Regions from separate parts of the Mus musculus genome. Here region 2 is linked to region 1. A link is a contact called in public HiChIP or PLAC-seq data. All regions are on one chromosome and are shown on one strand. Each heading gives the region's core, a stretch centred on a gene start, on an enhancer-like site or on the middle of the called end of the contact. The rest is flanking DNA. Distances are from core to core; before and after follow the strand shown. Region 1 overlaps Tlcd4 (TLC domain containing 4). Region 2 holds the start of Tlcd4 (TLC domain containing 4).

Region 1 (7,971 bases), core at 3,142-5,641:
CTCTTACACAGCAAGGCCTTCCTCCAAATTTGCATCCAGGATTTTTGTAGTTTGATTTTCCATTTCTGTGTTTAAACCATTTCACCCCTTGCCTGTTAACACCTCGCCTTACCAAAGACTAGATGTTTAGACAGAGAACGGCAGCTGATCGGCACAGGGACTCCTCATTCTGTCCTGGGATCCGGCCGAGGGTCACACTGGACATGGCGTCTCTCCAGTCTGGTCTCCATCATCTCCTCTGGTCCATAATGGTTTCTTGGCTTTCCTTGATTTTCCTCACGTAGATTCTTTGTTGAGAGCTGGCCAGTTTGCTCATACAGCATCCCCAAGTTGGGCTCACTGGATACTTTTCTCATGATGAGGAGAGTACAGGTAGGCGCTCCTCCTGCAGTGCCTTGGCAGGGATGCTTGTCCAGGACACTGTCAACGCTCGTCACCTGGGTAAGGTGACATTTGCCAGGTTCTCCCACTAGGAAATGTTTTCTTTTCTCTCTTCTGTTCTTTGAAAGAGTCTTGACTCATAGCCCACCTGAAGGTCCTGAAGGAAGAGAGGACACTCATCCCCTGCATCACTCTGCTTCCATTTCCTCTCTGTTAGCCATGGTGGAGAACATTTTTTTTTTTTTTTTTACCATAAATACATTGTTACTCTTCATTTAACAAGGTCTGTTGAGTCTATTGCTTGAGCAGTTGAGCTATTCCTGTCTTTCCAGGTCTGTGGTTCTACATTCAGCCTGCAGATTCTCCATGCTTGGCCCCTTCAGAGCCGGCTTTCCGGTGGTCCTCTTTCGATGCCAGTATCCTTACTAAAAAGCATCCTGTCTACCTGTCTCTCTTCTTTTTCAGAGTCCTCTGTGATGTGTTCCACATACTGTCCTTTGTTTCTGACCACTGAGCATTGGTTTTGTCTCTCTGCCTTACCTGTGGGCTGTTGACACCTTTCTTCTGTAGTTCCCCCATCTGTCACTTCCCCAAATCTGAGAAAATTAACTAGCCTTCAAGTCTTCCGTCAAAAATCCCAAATCCACAGAAAGCTTTCATTTACTCTTTTATGATTTAGTGTGGGCTCTCACAGAGTAGGAATGTCAAATCAGACACGTGTGAGGTATGAGGCTTAGCCCACATTAAGCCTTGTGAACAAGTTCACAGATCCTGGTAACCGTAAGGCATGGGCACAGCAGGGAGATGTGTCTGAGAGCAGGTGGACAGACTAATGCTGGTTGTACTGACACTGCTGTGCATTCTCCCTGGGTTACCACAATTGTTTGCTTCCCATGCTCGCTTTCCCCCAACACCCACAAAGCCAAAGAGCTGAACTCGGGACATCCAGTCTCCAGAGCTACACTGTGAATGTCCACATCTTCCTATTGGAGGAAAAGGTTCACTGCTCCTGGCTGCAGACCACTGACCTCCCTGCAGCTCTGCCTTCCGTGCTGTCTTCTTTCACAGTGAAAATGACATGCGGCGCCTTGCTGCTTGGAGGATAAAATTTGAGCCCTTTAATGTGGCACAGAGTTCTCCTCAGCTGTGGCTGTCTCACCCCCTTCTGCCACACTTTCCTCAAAACTTCCATCTTTGCTTCCTGGCGAGCTGTTCTTCTTCGCTCTTCACCACCATTCATCCCTCTGAGGTGGGTTAGAGCCTCAGGCTTGGTGTTCCTATGATAGCGATGTATGCTTACTGCATTTTTTGTCAGTTAGAAAAGTTAGGTTGTTTGCTGCGTGTGTCGCTTTATAACTGCTACACTGTCTTCTAAAGTGGCTATATCTGTCTCCATCTTGATATTTTCCTAGTGACAGACAGTGTTGAGCATATTTGATTTTGATCTTTCAGCATGATGGGGGATGGTGGTGGTTCTGTACTTGTTTTTGGGAAAAGGGCCAACCACACTGCTCAGACTTGTCACAAACTACCCAGGCTCAAATATGAGCCAGTCTCAACCTCCTGCATGTGCCACTGGGCTTATATGTTCACTCTCTATCTCCATGTGCTGGGTCTCCTGTAATGGGATGTTTACAATCATTTACCCGTGTTAGAAATAGATTGTTATCGCTTCTCGGCCTTTTGGCTAAGATCAAGTGTAGAAATAGATTGTTTCCATACTGTTGGCTTCTAAGTATTTTATTTTTTTAAAAGATTTACATTTGTTAGAGATAAAGATTGTTTTATATAAGTACACTGTCACTGTCTTCAGACACACCAGAAGAGGGCATGGAATCCCATTACAGATGGTTTGAGCCACCATGTGGTTGTTGGGAATTGAACTCAGGACCTCTGGAAGAACAGTCAGTGCTCTTAACTGCTGAGCCATCTCTCCAGCCCTTACTATTTTAGATATGGTATTTTATTACATATTAATGCTGTATTTTCACCCACTGTGTCTTTTTCTTCTCTTCCAAAGTGAAAATTTTATTTGTTTGTTTTTTGAGACATGATTTCTTGTGAAGCTCTGGCTGTGCTGTCATTTGCTATGTTGACTAGCCTGGCCTGGAATTCGAGGTCGGCCTGCCTCTGCCTCTGCCTCCTCTGTGCTGGGACTGAAGGCCCACGCCACCATGCCTGGCCTCAAAGTGCAAACTTTTAATTCTAGCGAAATCCAGAGTGCCAGCTCACCAGTCATGGCCAGCCCCCTGCATTGTTGCACTTCAGTGTTACAGCAAAAACTTTCATCGAACTTTTCATGTTTTCTTTTTTTTTCTAGAAGTTTTATACTTTTGTATTTTACATATAGGTTTTAAATCTACTTTGAGTTAATTTCTCTGCTGGATATTCTCACAGTGGGGCAGAGGCATTCTTTTTCTGTTGAGTTGCCTAATTAATGTCAGGGTCAGAAGTCACTTGAGTACATCTGTATGTATCTATCTCTAACGCTTCTGTGACTCTGGTTTGTTTCTCTAATACCCCGAGTCTTCATTGTGTCGCTTTACAGAGATTTCCCAGAAGTAGGCATTATGACTCCTCCAGCTGTTCTTTTGTAGTGCGTGGACTCTCCAAGGCCCTTTAAATCATTCTGTGTGGGTGTGGTCACGCACACGTGTGTGTGTGTGTGTGTGTGTGTGTGTGTGTGTGTGTGTGTATGGTTGACATCCGGATGTTTTCATCAGTTGCTTCTCCACCTTACTTACCTTTTTAGACAGCGTTTCTCACTGAGCGCAGTGTTTGCCATTTCAGCAAGATGAGCGGGCCCAGTGCGTTCCCAGGATCTGCCTGCTCTCCGCTCTACCCCGCCCTGCGCGCCCCGCACCCCCCCACCCAACCTGCCTGCTCTCCGTTCCACCCCCCCCCCCCAACCCCCAGCACTAGGGTTACAAACCTTGAGTACCAGGGGATCAGAATCCAAGTCCCCATTCAAGTTGCACAGAAAACACTCCATCTAAAAGAGTCGTGTCCCCAACCCCTCCACACAAGTTGTTATGTGGTCCTTGAGTTCCTCCTTCAGCCTAAGGCACAGAGGAGGAGGGTGTGGGAAGCTGTGCACAATCGCCATTACAAGATGGCGCTGGCTTCCTCAGTGCCTAACTAGTAAACAAGCAATGTGCGCAGGTGCTAGGAGGGCAGATTCCCCAAGCTGCAGACTGTGTGACTTATCTTTGCTTCTCTCATCAGGTGGTTCTTTGAAGCCCTGAAGTACCCCAAGTTTTCCAAAGCCAATGTCATCAATGGAATTCTTATGACGGTGGTCTTTTTCATCGTGCGGATCATTTCGATACCTCCGATGTATTTCTTCCTTTACTCCGTGTACGGAACAGAACCCTACATAAGGTTCGGATTTGTAATCCAGTCTGTCTGGATCGTTACTTGTGTTATTTTAGACGTGATGAATATCATGTGGATGATCAAAATCACGAAAGGATGCATCAAAGTCATCTCCCTCATCAGACAAGAGAAAGCCAAGGATAGCCTTCAGAACGGGAAACTCGACTAAAGGCATGCTTCATCGGACACCTTGCTTCCATAAGCCATCTTCATTCCTCTTTGTCCCGGCCGACACGATGAGCTCCTGCGCCGCTCTGTTAGGCACGGTTGTTACTCATGGTTTCAGTGTTCTTTCCTCTTTTCTTTAATCTTTAGACAAGAGAAAATAAAATTTAGTCTTCATCCCAGGATTTCTTCTTTCCTTCAATATTTTTAAGCATGGATGGAAACTGAAAGGTTTAAACAAAAGTTGTAAGTGGAGTGGGGAAACTTTTCTGAATTCGTCAGTGTTCATGGGGATTATTCTCTGCAGGAAAATGGCTGGTGATTCGGTGGCCTTTGTACACCACCCATTTTATTTTGCTGAAGGACTGAGAACGGCTTTTCAGTCTGCGAGCAGCTCCGTTGGCTGTGCTCCGGTCTTTTCCAACATCAGAGCCTGTGTAGGGTTTCCTTTCTAAGTTGCCAGCACGTCCCTTCCCCAGGCCATCAGAACTGACATGGTTTCATGGGGGTATGCAGTCATCTGTTACGCTACGATAGAGCACTTCTCATGTTGATCCTATCATATTTGAAAATATTTTATGCATTTTTAAGATTTCAGCTGCTTCGTTTCTCTCTGTAGTGCTTTATCCAATTATATTTTGAAAATCTTATAGTCAGGCAAGGTTTAAGACCCATCTTGTGGACCACATGAATGCCGATAGTGAGGACTCCCGGGAACGTGCCTCATCACGCTGCCTTCGCCTGCTTCCGGGTACTTTCCCCATAAAGATCATATTTCTTCTTGCAAAGTTTTCCAAGTTCCAAACCTGACACCAGAACACCAGTCTTGTCTAGAATGTGCGCGCTGGGCATGCTCCTGAAATCGGCCTCATTTTGGTGAGACTAAAACTACAGACAAGTCAGAGTTTGTGCTTTACTTAGAGATTTTACTCAGGCTTGCTTAGTTTGTCTTTGCCTTTTTGTTTTCTTAAAGAGCAGAAGGAAGGAAGGTGACTTACCCCAAGTATTCTGATTATCAAAACTGTCATTCATTGTGAAAAAAAAATCGTGTGTGTGTGCGCGTGTAGTGGGGTGTTTTTCCTTTGATTCTTGCAATCCAAATATAGAATTATATATTTAGCTATTATTGCCTTTATTTATTTTTTTCTGAAGTACTTGACTTTAATGATTGTTCTTAAGATATAGACTTAATCCAATTAGTGGTGAATACTTGAATTTAACTGAACTTAAACCAAAAGATCTAATCCATTTAGAGTATCAGACTGAAGGAGAACGTTTGGCTCTTTCATTATTCATCTTAGGCTGATGAACTAATGGAATGTCATCAAAACATTTAATGTAATGTAGTTTGATTTAATTGTCTAGTACAGATAGAGTCTGGCAAGTTCTGGTATGTTTAAAGATGGGAATTGAAATTCCAGTCCAATGATAAAAATCAAGTCGATTGTCTTGTTCTTGGTGTATTTACTTTTGAAAGATAAAGTCATGAAAAAGATAGGGCTTTGTCTTTAAAGCAGCTAATGCCACATTTGTAATGGCTTGCTAAGTTTAGTGCTGTCTCCATCATAGGCAACTCAGGTGTGCACTGGTTGTGTAAAAGTGAAGGTATAGGGATGCAAATGATTTTATATTGTTCATGGCTCTTTTACAAGAAAATGGGCTTTTTTTTTTTAATGGAGAGAAGACATTTATATTATAAAACTATTTTGGAAATCCACTAAGAAAAGAATAAATCTTGAGGTAAATATGTTTGTCTCTTTGGCTAGTACTACAGTTCTGAACGCAGATTTTAAACTCGCCATTAAAATGATGGCAGTGTATGGTTATGAGTCTCTGTGAAGGCGATAATTGCTTCATGCTGAAAGGGTCATTTGTATTTCGTTGCTTTTATCATTACTCGATATAACCAATAAGTATGTTCGGAATATCAAACATTAAACCCAGATTTGCCATTGTAGCCCTTATTATCTGCAGCTTCCAGACTTCCACTCTCCTCATCCTTTATAGAAGGGAACTGTGTTGGAAATGTCCTGCAAACTGCCACTGCAAGCCAGCCCTCCCCTGGGGCTGTATTTTGCTGTTTTGTGATCACATTTATCAACCTAAAATACAAATAAAGACAGAACATAGTATTTACTAAAACAATGAAATTTTCATTTATTGAATGACAAATTTTTGCTAGATATTTTAGATATAAGTATTTTGGCTACATTGATTAATTTAAGTGAGTCTATTAGGCATTCTGATATTTAACAAGTCTTAAAATATTTATAGAAAATAAAAGCAAATTGGTATAAATTTTTAAGCAATTCTATTTTTCTAGAGAAGATTAGTGACAATCTGAATATGTAGTATTCTAGAAAATAAACTTTAAAAAAAAAAAGCAAAACTCAACTAGTAGCATGCAAGACTGTGGGCCCTGCACTTGATGGTATGTTATGTGCTAGACTTGAGGTATTTGGAGCTTGGGTTCATAGAATTTGCATTCTTGTGTCTAAAATCATTTGGAGGATTCTTTGCATTTTTTTTTAAATTCAAAATGGAGTTACATATGCATGCAAAGAAATTAACTCAAGGTACCCTGGTGTGTTGGCTTTTCAAACTTGAAATGGGTATTTTCTATTTTGTTTTGTTTGTTTCCTGTTGTTTCGTGGACCAGTTATGTGTCCAGAGGAATTTTGGTAGGTTTTACCATCTCTGAGAGTCACCCTGCTTTATTTTGGATAAACTGGGTGCATAGGTTTGGAAAGTTGCCTAATTTATAGGTATTTGGATGAAATTCTTCCATAAATTTTAATAATTTGCTTAAGTCCAAGTTTCTGTTCAAGTGTCAGATGTGTAAATTGCTTCCTCTGAAGCCTTGGGCATTTAGAGACAAGTTCTTTGTGAGGTTTCTGCCTAACTCCTGGAGGCATTTCTTAGGCATTTGGAAATGTAGTTTGTCATGAGTGAATGCACAAAGGAAGAAGCCCCATCCTTACACACATTTCTTTGCTTTCATTGTTAAGAAAAAATCAACATGTCCCACAAGACTCCATTAACATATCTGGATACGTTTATTCCTGCATTGCTGTTAGCTCCAACTATGTTAATATGAATCTTAACGATTGGTCTGTGTGTATTCATTGCCTTGCTTTAAGAACTTTAGCAGTCTGTGCAGTTGAAAAGCCCACATAGTTATGGGCATCAGTAATGTTTCATAGAAGGTTATGTATCTTGTGTTTTGGATTTCATCAAAAGGAAACATTGTATTCTGTTAGATTGGCAGAGTGTTTTTCCGCAGGTGTGAGCCAGCACACTAGTGAGAATCTTCCTGTATGAAGAGTCTCTGAATGTGCACACACACCTCCCAGCCTTAACCACACCTGGCTCATGCCAAAGCTACCGAAAGCTAAGCCTGATGCAGAACTCTGATGACGTGTGCAGAAATGAGAAAATCCTCCAGGACCCGGAGTGGGAGGAGATAGCAAGACTGCTTTTCCTTTCAGAGATGCTATCTCTTCCTTTATTGATCCTTTTCTAGCTGAGCTTGCCTGGCTTGCTCATCGCTAATGCCCCACAGACTTCAGTATCCCCTTTCCATATGCCAGGGCCTTTCTAATGTCTCTTTCTCAGACACCACCACTCATCTGGATGCGTCTTAATTTCTTGTGGCAAGTTTCAGAGTTTACAAACAGGTTTCCTCACGCACACAAGCATTGTAGGAGGTATAAATAAAGATCTGACAAACCACAGTTTATTAAGAGGCTACAGGAAGCCAGTCAGTGTATAATAATACCTGTTTACAACATGAAACAAAGGTAATTATGGTTTTATTAAGAAACATCTGTAAGCTCTTTCTTTAACCGGTTTAGCAATAAGAGTTTTATAAAGTGTTTCAGCTACGGATTTATTGTAGGTGTGTTAATTTTAATAAATGTTCTTTATAGACCCTATGGCAGTATTGAGGATGCAAAACAGTTTTGATGACAGCAGGGTCTGGCTTGTGGTGAATTGTTTTAGAGTCTTCAACGTTAAACAATTTCCGTGGTACTATTTAAGACTTCCTAG
Region 2 (7,971 bases), core at 2,862-5,361, 56 kb before region 1:
GAGCTTGCCTTTTTGGCTAAAATAAATGGCCAGTGAACCCCTGGGGTCACCTTGCCCCCCTGCCCCCACTCCTCCTGAGGTTGCAGGTGTGCCAGCACACCCAGCTTTTTTAAGTGAGTGCTGGATTCAGAAGTGGATGAAAGGGCAATAAATTTAGAGAACAAGATAGACATGCTAATATGCTACTACCAAGAATTCACCAAAGGGGGAGGGGAATAAAAACTAAAAAATGTAGCTAAGATAAAAATCCCTTAGTGTTCGGTATAATCAATGAAAAAAAAAAACAGACTCTTTCTAAGATATATTTTTGGGATGATTCAGGCTTTCAAACATAGTGAGAACATCTAGGAAGAGAAAGAAGTCAGAGAGGCATGGAGGAACTGTGGAGGTATCAGCTGTTTCAGCACCACGAGGAGAACAGGAAATAGACATTTTTCCAGATTCTATGCTTTCTGTGGACGCCTCTGAAGAAGGTTGGCGCTTCAGCAAAATGAGGGTGGAGGCAAAGTGACATGCTTGGGCGTCGGAGGACATTACTGATGGGTATCTGATGGATATGTTAAAAAAATTGGATATCATTTAGGTTAGATACATGTTCTAAAAAGCCAAAAGAGCCAGGCCAGTTATTAACTCCCCTCCCTCCCCACCCCCAGGAGGCCATTCAAGAGAAATGTTACCATGCACAGTACTTGCCTTGACAATGAGTTCTGTTCACCTGGTCAGGATGATGTAAACCCTAATTACTGTTTATTGATTGTGATGAGGCTAATTTGGGAGCAAGGGTGGGGCGGGTATTTTGGGACATGGTGGCAGTGGTGTTGTGGAAAGAGCTAGATCCTCAAATACTGTGACAAGCTGTCAGTCAGTGACGTCTGGAGTGGAAAATCAAGAAACATAGACGAGTATTAGAAAATTCAGAATACATGGTAGGGTTTGAGGAATGTAGCTGAGGACAGGTGAGAAGTAGGCAGGCCATGGCTTTTACTTGAAGCTCTAAGAGCCCTTTTAAAATTCCATATATAAAATTTCATATACATTTTAAATGACTCATATATCTATATCTATGACTTTTATTAAAAATAAAATGTAAAGAAAGGTAATACACATATATTCAGGGAGAAAAACATAATGTAAGCACAAAGAACTCAGAACTTATCCAGCATTTTACCCCTATAGGGATAACATTTTTTAATATCTTCAAATAGTTTCTTCCTAAAACACAATGGAAAGTAATTTTAAGTAAGTACTCATAACATCTGGCAAAAAGTTCTTGATATACTAAAAGTCCTAGTGCAGTCATTCATTTCTGTTACTAGCTGAACCATGCCCCTAAACCCGGCCCCTCTCACCTCCCTTCCTCCCCACCCCCACCTTTCCCCTCCCCTCCCCTCCTCTCCCCACCCTTTCCCTCCTCTTCCCTCCCCTCCCCTCTCCTCCTGTGCTGTAGATGAACCTAGGGCCTTGCACATGCCCAGCAAGGGCTTTGCCTCCGAGACAGGTTTCTAGCTCTAGCCCAGACTTTCTGATCAGAATGTGTGTGATCATCTAGACTTCATCTCTCAGCTGGGCGTGGTGGCGCACGCCTTTAATCCCAGCACTTGGGAGGCAGAGGCAGGTGGATTTCTGGGTTTGAGGCCAGCCTGGTCTACAGAGTGAGTCCCAGGACAGCCAGGGCTACACAGAGAAACCCTGTCTCGAAAAACCAAAAAACCAAAAAAACCCAAAACCCCCAAAAAACAGAAAGAAGAGAACTGAGCAATTTTTCCTGAGCTCCATTGTTATTTTAAAAAACAAAGTAGTTTTCAGTCTCAGTTTAACAATCAGCTCTATTTAGAAGTGTAAGGATTTTTTTAAAACTAATTCATCAGGGAAATTTGTATCATTTAAGAGAATTTTTATTTTATTTTTTTTATCTTTATTTATTTGTATATTTTATGTATACGAGTACCCTGCTGCATGTACACCTGCATACCAGAAGAGAACACTAGACTCCTTTATAGATGGTTGTGAGCCACCTTGTGGGTGCTGGGAATTGAGTTCAGGGCCTCTGGAAGAGCAGCCAGTGCTGTTAACTGCTGAGCCGTCTCTCCAGCCTTTAAGGGTAGATGAATAAATATTTTTACTTCTCTTGAGCGGTTTCTTTGATCAAATAGCACAAAAAGTGCAATTTAGCTTTGACGCCCGCAACACACTAGAAATTCAGGACTTCATACAGTAAACACAGGATTTTGAGGAAGTTTTGTTAAGAGTAACTAAGATTTAAAAGTGAATAATTGAAATGACCAGTCTAAAGAAATTCAGAAAATATACAGTAGGTATATTCTCTGCTAAAATCACTTTTTTTTTGTTAGACTAAAATTTAACATTCAATGTGGGCATGTATTATGGTGCATCTTACATGAGTTAGATGTCAGCCTGGGCTAGCTGAGACTGTTTCAAAATGGGGGTGGTGGAGGGAAAGTAAGTTTTGAAATTCAACTAGTATTTTCAGATCTCAATGTTTGTCCTTGATATAATCACTATGTAATCTCAATACACTCTTGCAGTTTGGTAATGCATTGATAGAGGCTCATGAAGGAATCCCGGGACAGTCACATTTCCATAGTGTATTTCCATAGGTTGACTTGGCTTGTTAGGTTAATTACTGTTGGAGTTAGAGAATTATAGATGTTAAGGGTAATGGTGGTGCATTATCAGGAGAGAACAGAGCAACTGACCAACAATGAGGAGCTAGGATAAGTGCCTGCAGATGACAGTCCTGAGATAGCACTGTGAAATTCGTCTTAGCTGAACTGACCCTATAGATATCTGCCTATAACCATCACATGCCCACACAGTTATGAGAGGAGCACATGAGTACATGAAGCAGCTATGGGGCAAAGCAAAAACAGTCAGGGGCTATGCAGGTTGGGAAATATCTGTGATGAAACAGGTGTGGCCACAGCGCTGTGGCCCTGGAATGCCGAGACGCTTGGGTAGAACACAGGGAACGATCTGCATGGTCTTCCTGGCTGGTTTTCTGACCGTGTAGCTCATAGAGGTTTTCTCTGTGGTTCCGCCTAGACCGGGGAGCTTTCAGAAATAATTGAATTGTTCCATTTCTATAGATGAAGACGTGAGCTTCATTGAGCTTAGTTAGCTCAGTCAGCTGGAGACAGCTCGGCTAAAAAATGGACTCCAGGTTCTAATAAATAGGATTTCGGTTCTATTGCTTTCCAAGATGAATTTAAATACAGATGTGGTGTGAGATTATGTGTACATTTTCTGGCCTAAATTGGCAGCAGATGCTTCCCTGTGTGTATGCATATTATTAGGTCAAATATGTAAGCTTTATTTGGTAGGTATTTCTCACAAACAACTGCCCTATGTCATTAATGTTGAAATTTCCAGGTTATTCGATTTATGTAGAATTCATCTAGTTCCAAAAATAGGACTTGTGACTGCTTTTTTTTTTTTGGCAAATCATACAGCTTGTGTGTACCTCTGCATTATTTAGTTTTATTCCAGTTAATTGGATCTGGTTGATACAGCAGGTCGGAAAGCAGAGTTTATAGACTTGGCAGTTTGGGATACTCAGCCAGTCCTAAAACAAAACAAAAACAAACAAACAAACAAAAAAAAAACAGTCCAGTCCCATTTAAACATCCTGACCGCAGAGGGGTCCCGGATATAGATGGATTGCTAATGTACCCGTTTTTGTTACGTGGAAATCGAATCCAGGGCCTTGGACATGCTAGGCAGGAGCTATACTTGGATAGCTTGCGGTCCTTCAAGGGTGTTCTCCGGGGGTTTGGGAAGAGGCTGCTCTGGGACATGACGCCTCTTCTACACACGTGCCTCCTAGCCGGCTTGGCACGCACCTGCAGCCTCAAACCAGAACGGGGCGGGGCTGGACTTTGGCCGTGGCAGACGTGGCAGAAAGAAAAAAAAAAGCATCAGTTGCCATTTCATCTCCTCGACAAAGCAAACCATGCGGATCTTTTGCACAGCGTTTGGGCATATAAGACAGAATTCCCCATTGAAAAGGGGTTTGGGTTACGTGGCGAGCCGGGGCGCTGACCAACGCGGGGGCGGACTCACATACTTCTTCTCCCCACTCGTGAGGTCTGTGACTTGCTGGGAAAGCCCGCGCACCGCACACTGCACCCGGGCAGAGGTGTGAGCTCTCAGGGTTCCTTCGCAGCCCACCGCCTAAGCTCGCGGCTTCGAGCTCCCGCCGCGATCCAAGTCCCAGCGCCGGGAGGTGGGCCCCACGCGCGGCCTCCGGGCCCCGCCCACTCTGGCCTGGGGTCGGAGCCGCGGCGAGCGCCAGCCCAGTCCGAGCGGCCGCGGCCCCTTTAAGGAGCCGCTCTGCGGTAACCCGAGCCCGCAGTCCGGGCGGGCGCGGCGGCAGCGGCGGCGCGAGCCTCGGCGACAGCTCCTCCGGGCTCCCCCGGCTTTCCGCGAGCATCTCGCGCGTGGCTCCGGCCGGCGCAGCCTTCGGGCCAGGCTGGATGACCAGGCGCCTGTGAGCCCCGCTGCGCTCTCCCGGCCCCGCGTAGCCGCCGCCCGCGGGAGTCGTCCCGGGACCCGGCACAGGTGACGCCGTTTGGACGGGATCCGGGAGGAGGGCGGCCTCGCCCAGCGCAGCCTCGGGCACTGCGCCGCGTCGCACCGGCCTAGCGCGGCCGAGCTCGGGCGCCCGAGGCGGGTGGGAGCGCGCGGGAGGCTCTCGCAGGTGTGCGGCGGCGCAGCATCCTTCCTGCTGTCGGCCCCGCGCCGCTTAGCTCGGAGCAGATGATGTCCCGGGCCCGCGGCCCCCGGCGCTGGCCCGGGGTCCACTCGGTTCTCCCAGGCTGCTTGGTTCGGTCCCCCGGCTTTCCTGCTTGGCTAGAGGCAATCAAGGGGTCTGAGCCCAAAGCGGGTGGGTGCAACCTCTGGGCCTGCGGGGGACGCTTTCTTGCGAGAGACCGGCTCAGGGTCGGGAGCATCAAGTGGCATCCCCATCCTCCTTTTCTAAAAAAAGTAGCCTATTTTTACCCCCCACGACTCTCAAGTGGGTCCCATTTTTAGCCACCTGAGTGCTTAAGTCTAGTGGAGGGAGAATTGGTTTCTCTTTCCAGCCTCTGTAACCTCCTGGCAAGTTGGTTAAACTAAGTGCCTTCGTTTACCTTGGTAGGAAATGGGGCCTCTAATGCCACTATCTTATTTTCCCACCTTTCCAAGATGGTAGGGCAGCCTCTGTGAAAGTGGTTTTAAGTTAAGTTCATTTAACGGACACTTGCTGGCCTGTGTTTTTGTTTTTATTTGTAAGCATTTTCGAGCCACTGTACATGTGTATGTAAAACTGCAAAATATTAAAAAGTAATCTTTGATGTTTAAATTAACTCAGATACCAGTTTGGAGGCAATGTGGGAGAGTTTGTGTGGATGGTGGGAATTAATGTGTTTAATACTCATGTCTGTAATTTTATTTAGTAAAACCTTTACATAGTCAGATAATTGAAAAATTAAAAATGGATCTAGGATGGGGATGTTTTAAGGTGAAATTAACGTTTATAAGTAGTTTCTTAAGTCAATATATTCAGGAATCCCACTGCCCATGTTCCATCAGGTTAAAGATCTTTTCTCTTTGTTTCTATTTTCCTTAAGTTGTATGGATGAAACGAAATAAGATGTGTGTACCGGTGATGTCAGAAAAACTTGAGACTAGTTGTGGAGGCTCCCCTCCCCTGTGCCATGTGATGATCCAGAGAATTTATTCTCTTTGGATCCCTGCAACTCCTCTCACCACACTGCCTCTGTCCAGCGCTTCTCTGCGGTGCCATCTTTCAGGAGTTTTATCTGTCTGGGCTGGATGTCTTTGCCCCAGTTGCTTAGTCATTATCACTAGCTTTGTGCTTCTGCTCCTTCCAGTAAAAGCCTTCATCACTTGGGGGAAAAGAAAAAATTATGGCTCTTGCCACTAAAGTCCTCTCTGTTCACTTGGAAGCGCTAGGGGTGACAGTTGTCAGAGGCTTGAAACGTCAATCACCAGAGAAGATGGACGTTTGCTAAGAGTTTTCTAAATAGACCTACAGAGTAAGGATGCTAGAGTTGGCCAGGCCTTGCATGTTTGCTGAAATCTCTGTTGGAGAGATTCCACTGGACTATCAAGAGAGGCCCTGTGAGGTGACCACCGAGCTCTGAGAAGCTAAACTGTGCTAAACTGGGTAAGGATACTCCCTGCAAAGGAGTGGGAAGGCAGAAAAGTGCCCTGCAGGAAGGGATGGCTACCTTCCCAGACTAACATCACCAATGGAGCAATGGAGCCTGGGTTTCTGAAGGGAGGCAGGGAAGGGGCTGAGGTACAGAGAGGAAGTGGAAGAGTCTGAGGTTGCTCTGTCACTCTTTGAGAATTTATTGTCCCTCACCATCAAGGGCAGCTATATTACAGTCATCAGACCTGTTCCTTCCACTTCCCTTGGTGCTCCAAAGGAGGCCTGGCACACCTGTGTCCTCTCAAAGCCCCATTTATTACAGGACACCACGCAGTTTAGTTCATAAACCCATCAGACCTCAAATCTCCCTCCACCCTGCTTCCAAGTTAATATTCTGTCTTACAGATTAAAGATTCAGTTGATCTTTGCTGTCAGGGCTTAGCTGAGCAGTCTACACTACACTAAGATACAGAAAAGTTGTTGTTGTTGTTTGTTTGTTTTTTTCTACAGTTTTCCTTTTAAGGAAGATAGTGAACTAATGAGATTAGTGGCCATATGTCCAAGGGGGCCTGAGTGGAAGGTAAAGTTAACGTGAGTTATGTTGGCTAGCCGGTGCCATCGTCCTTGAGCAGTTTAGGGATCCCACTGAGTGTAGACGGTTTCCTGGTACTCTCCCTACTCCCAAGTGCCCTGTGAGGGGGTGGGGGAAAGAGAGCGGTATGGGAGGTGGACTTCCCATCATTCCTTGGGATGGCACACACACTTGAACTGGATGTTAAGGACAGCTGTATTCACGTGACACGTAATATTTGTTAGGAACACATCCCATCAGGACAGTGATGTAATTTCGTAAAGGAGCCCAAAGCACTTTGGCAGCGTTTTCCCTTAAGCATGAAAGGTGGCTCGCTGAGAGATGGAGCCCTGCTGCTCTGAGACCTGCTGTTCCTTCGAAGGCCTTGGAGATCCCAGCAGGTCCCAGAAGCCAAGATAAGGCAGCACTAGAAAAGAGGTTTCTTTGCTGAGGTAACATGGATGTATTTAGGAAGAGGTAATCCTGTGGGTGCCCCAGGAGCTGGTAGTACCGTGTAACTGATCAGCAATCTTGAAAGTAGCCCTTGAAGATAGCTGCCCATCCACCCAGGGCTTAAACCACACGCAGAAAGGAGCTGTTGAATAATGGACCAATGTCCTAGACCTGACAGAAACAGTGCTTCAGGCATTACTGGGCCAGGACACCAGAAAGTTCAGTTTTACTTTGAGACCCAGAACACAAATAAGTATATGAGCATCTAAAATAAGTTGTTATTCTTGTTCTGTTTCTAGTTTTGTTTTGTTTTAAAAAAACTCCTGACCGCTAGTCCACCGTTTGTTTAATCGGTGGAAAACCAAGTAGGGTAGGGTAGGGTGGCCTAGTGATACCGGAGGGGATGGCTGAGCCCTAGCTGGATGTCTGCGGACAGAAGGAAGTGTGGGACCTGTCTGGTCTGTGAAGGTATGAGACTCATAGAGCCAAACGGCAGCTGGATGGGGCAGATGCAGACAGAGACTTCCCACTTGTCTGTTCACTGCAAAGTCAAGCAGATTGCTTCTGAAGGGTGAGGAGGACGAAGTGTGGAAAGGAAGTTGCGTTTGGATTTCAAAGCAGATCTCTTTGGAGCAGTAGCTCCTTCTTTGTAGAGTTTGTGAGGAAACAAATGGGCCAGAACAAAATAGCTGATGGATTTAGGTCATGTCCACTTCTGTGGGCCGCCTCGCCTCGCCTCGCCTCGGGGAGCGCAGGGGCGCTCAGATGT

Evidence for each region. HiChIP or PLAC-seq counts read pairs in DNA pulled down with a chosen protein or histone mark.
Region 2: a contact with region 1 is called in an H3K27ac HiChIP or PLAC-seq map of embryonic stem cells, with 13 read pairs. The contact joins the promoter of Tlcd4 here to the enhancer-like site in region 1. A contact is called at or near these places in 1 of 39 promoter capture datasets (erythroid cells), 1 of 15 datasets of contacts at CTCF or cohesin (the G1E-ER4 cell line), 10 of 484 Hi-C or Micro-C datasets (the G1E-ER4 cell line, bone marrow-derived macrophages, cerebral cortex and 6 more), 4 of 115 datasets of contacts at active chromatin or transcription factors (embryonic stem cells and hepatocytes) and 4 of 9 other capture datasets (adipose tissue, embryonic stem cells, liver and 1 more).

What each region holds. Positions count from the first base shown.
Region 1 is chr3:121,203,106-121,211,076 of GRCm38.p6, reverse strand. Tlcd4 (TLC domain containing 4) reads left to right here. Exons shown (of 8, transcript NM_001355678.2): 8 at 3,607-7,971. The coding sequence ends at 3,925. It also overlaps the pseudogene Gm52661. Among named protein-coding and RNA genes, the nearest start is that of Rwdd3, 35 kb to the right of the region's middle. Within about 2 kb of position 4,391, at least 18 of the 459 cell types and tissues checked have an H3K27ac peak or open chromatin away from gene starts, as enhancers often do. A contact at or near this core is called in embryonic stem cells and muscle stem cells, where this site is marked.
Region 2 is chr3:121,259,307-121,267,277 of GRCm38.p6, reverse strand. Tlcd4 (TLC domain containing 4) reads left to right here and starts at 4,111. Exons shown (of 8, transcript NM_001355678.2): 1 at 4,111-4,578.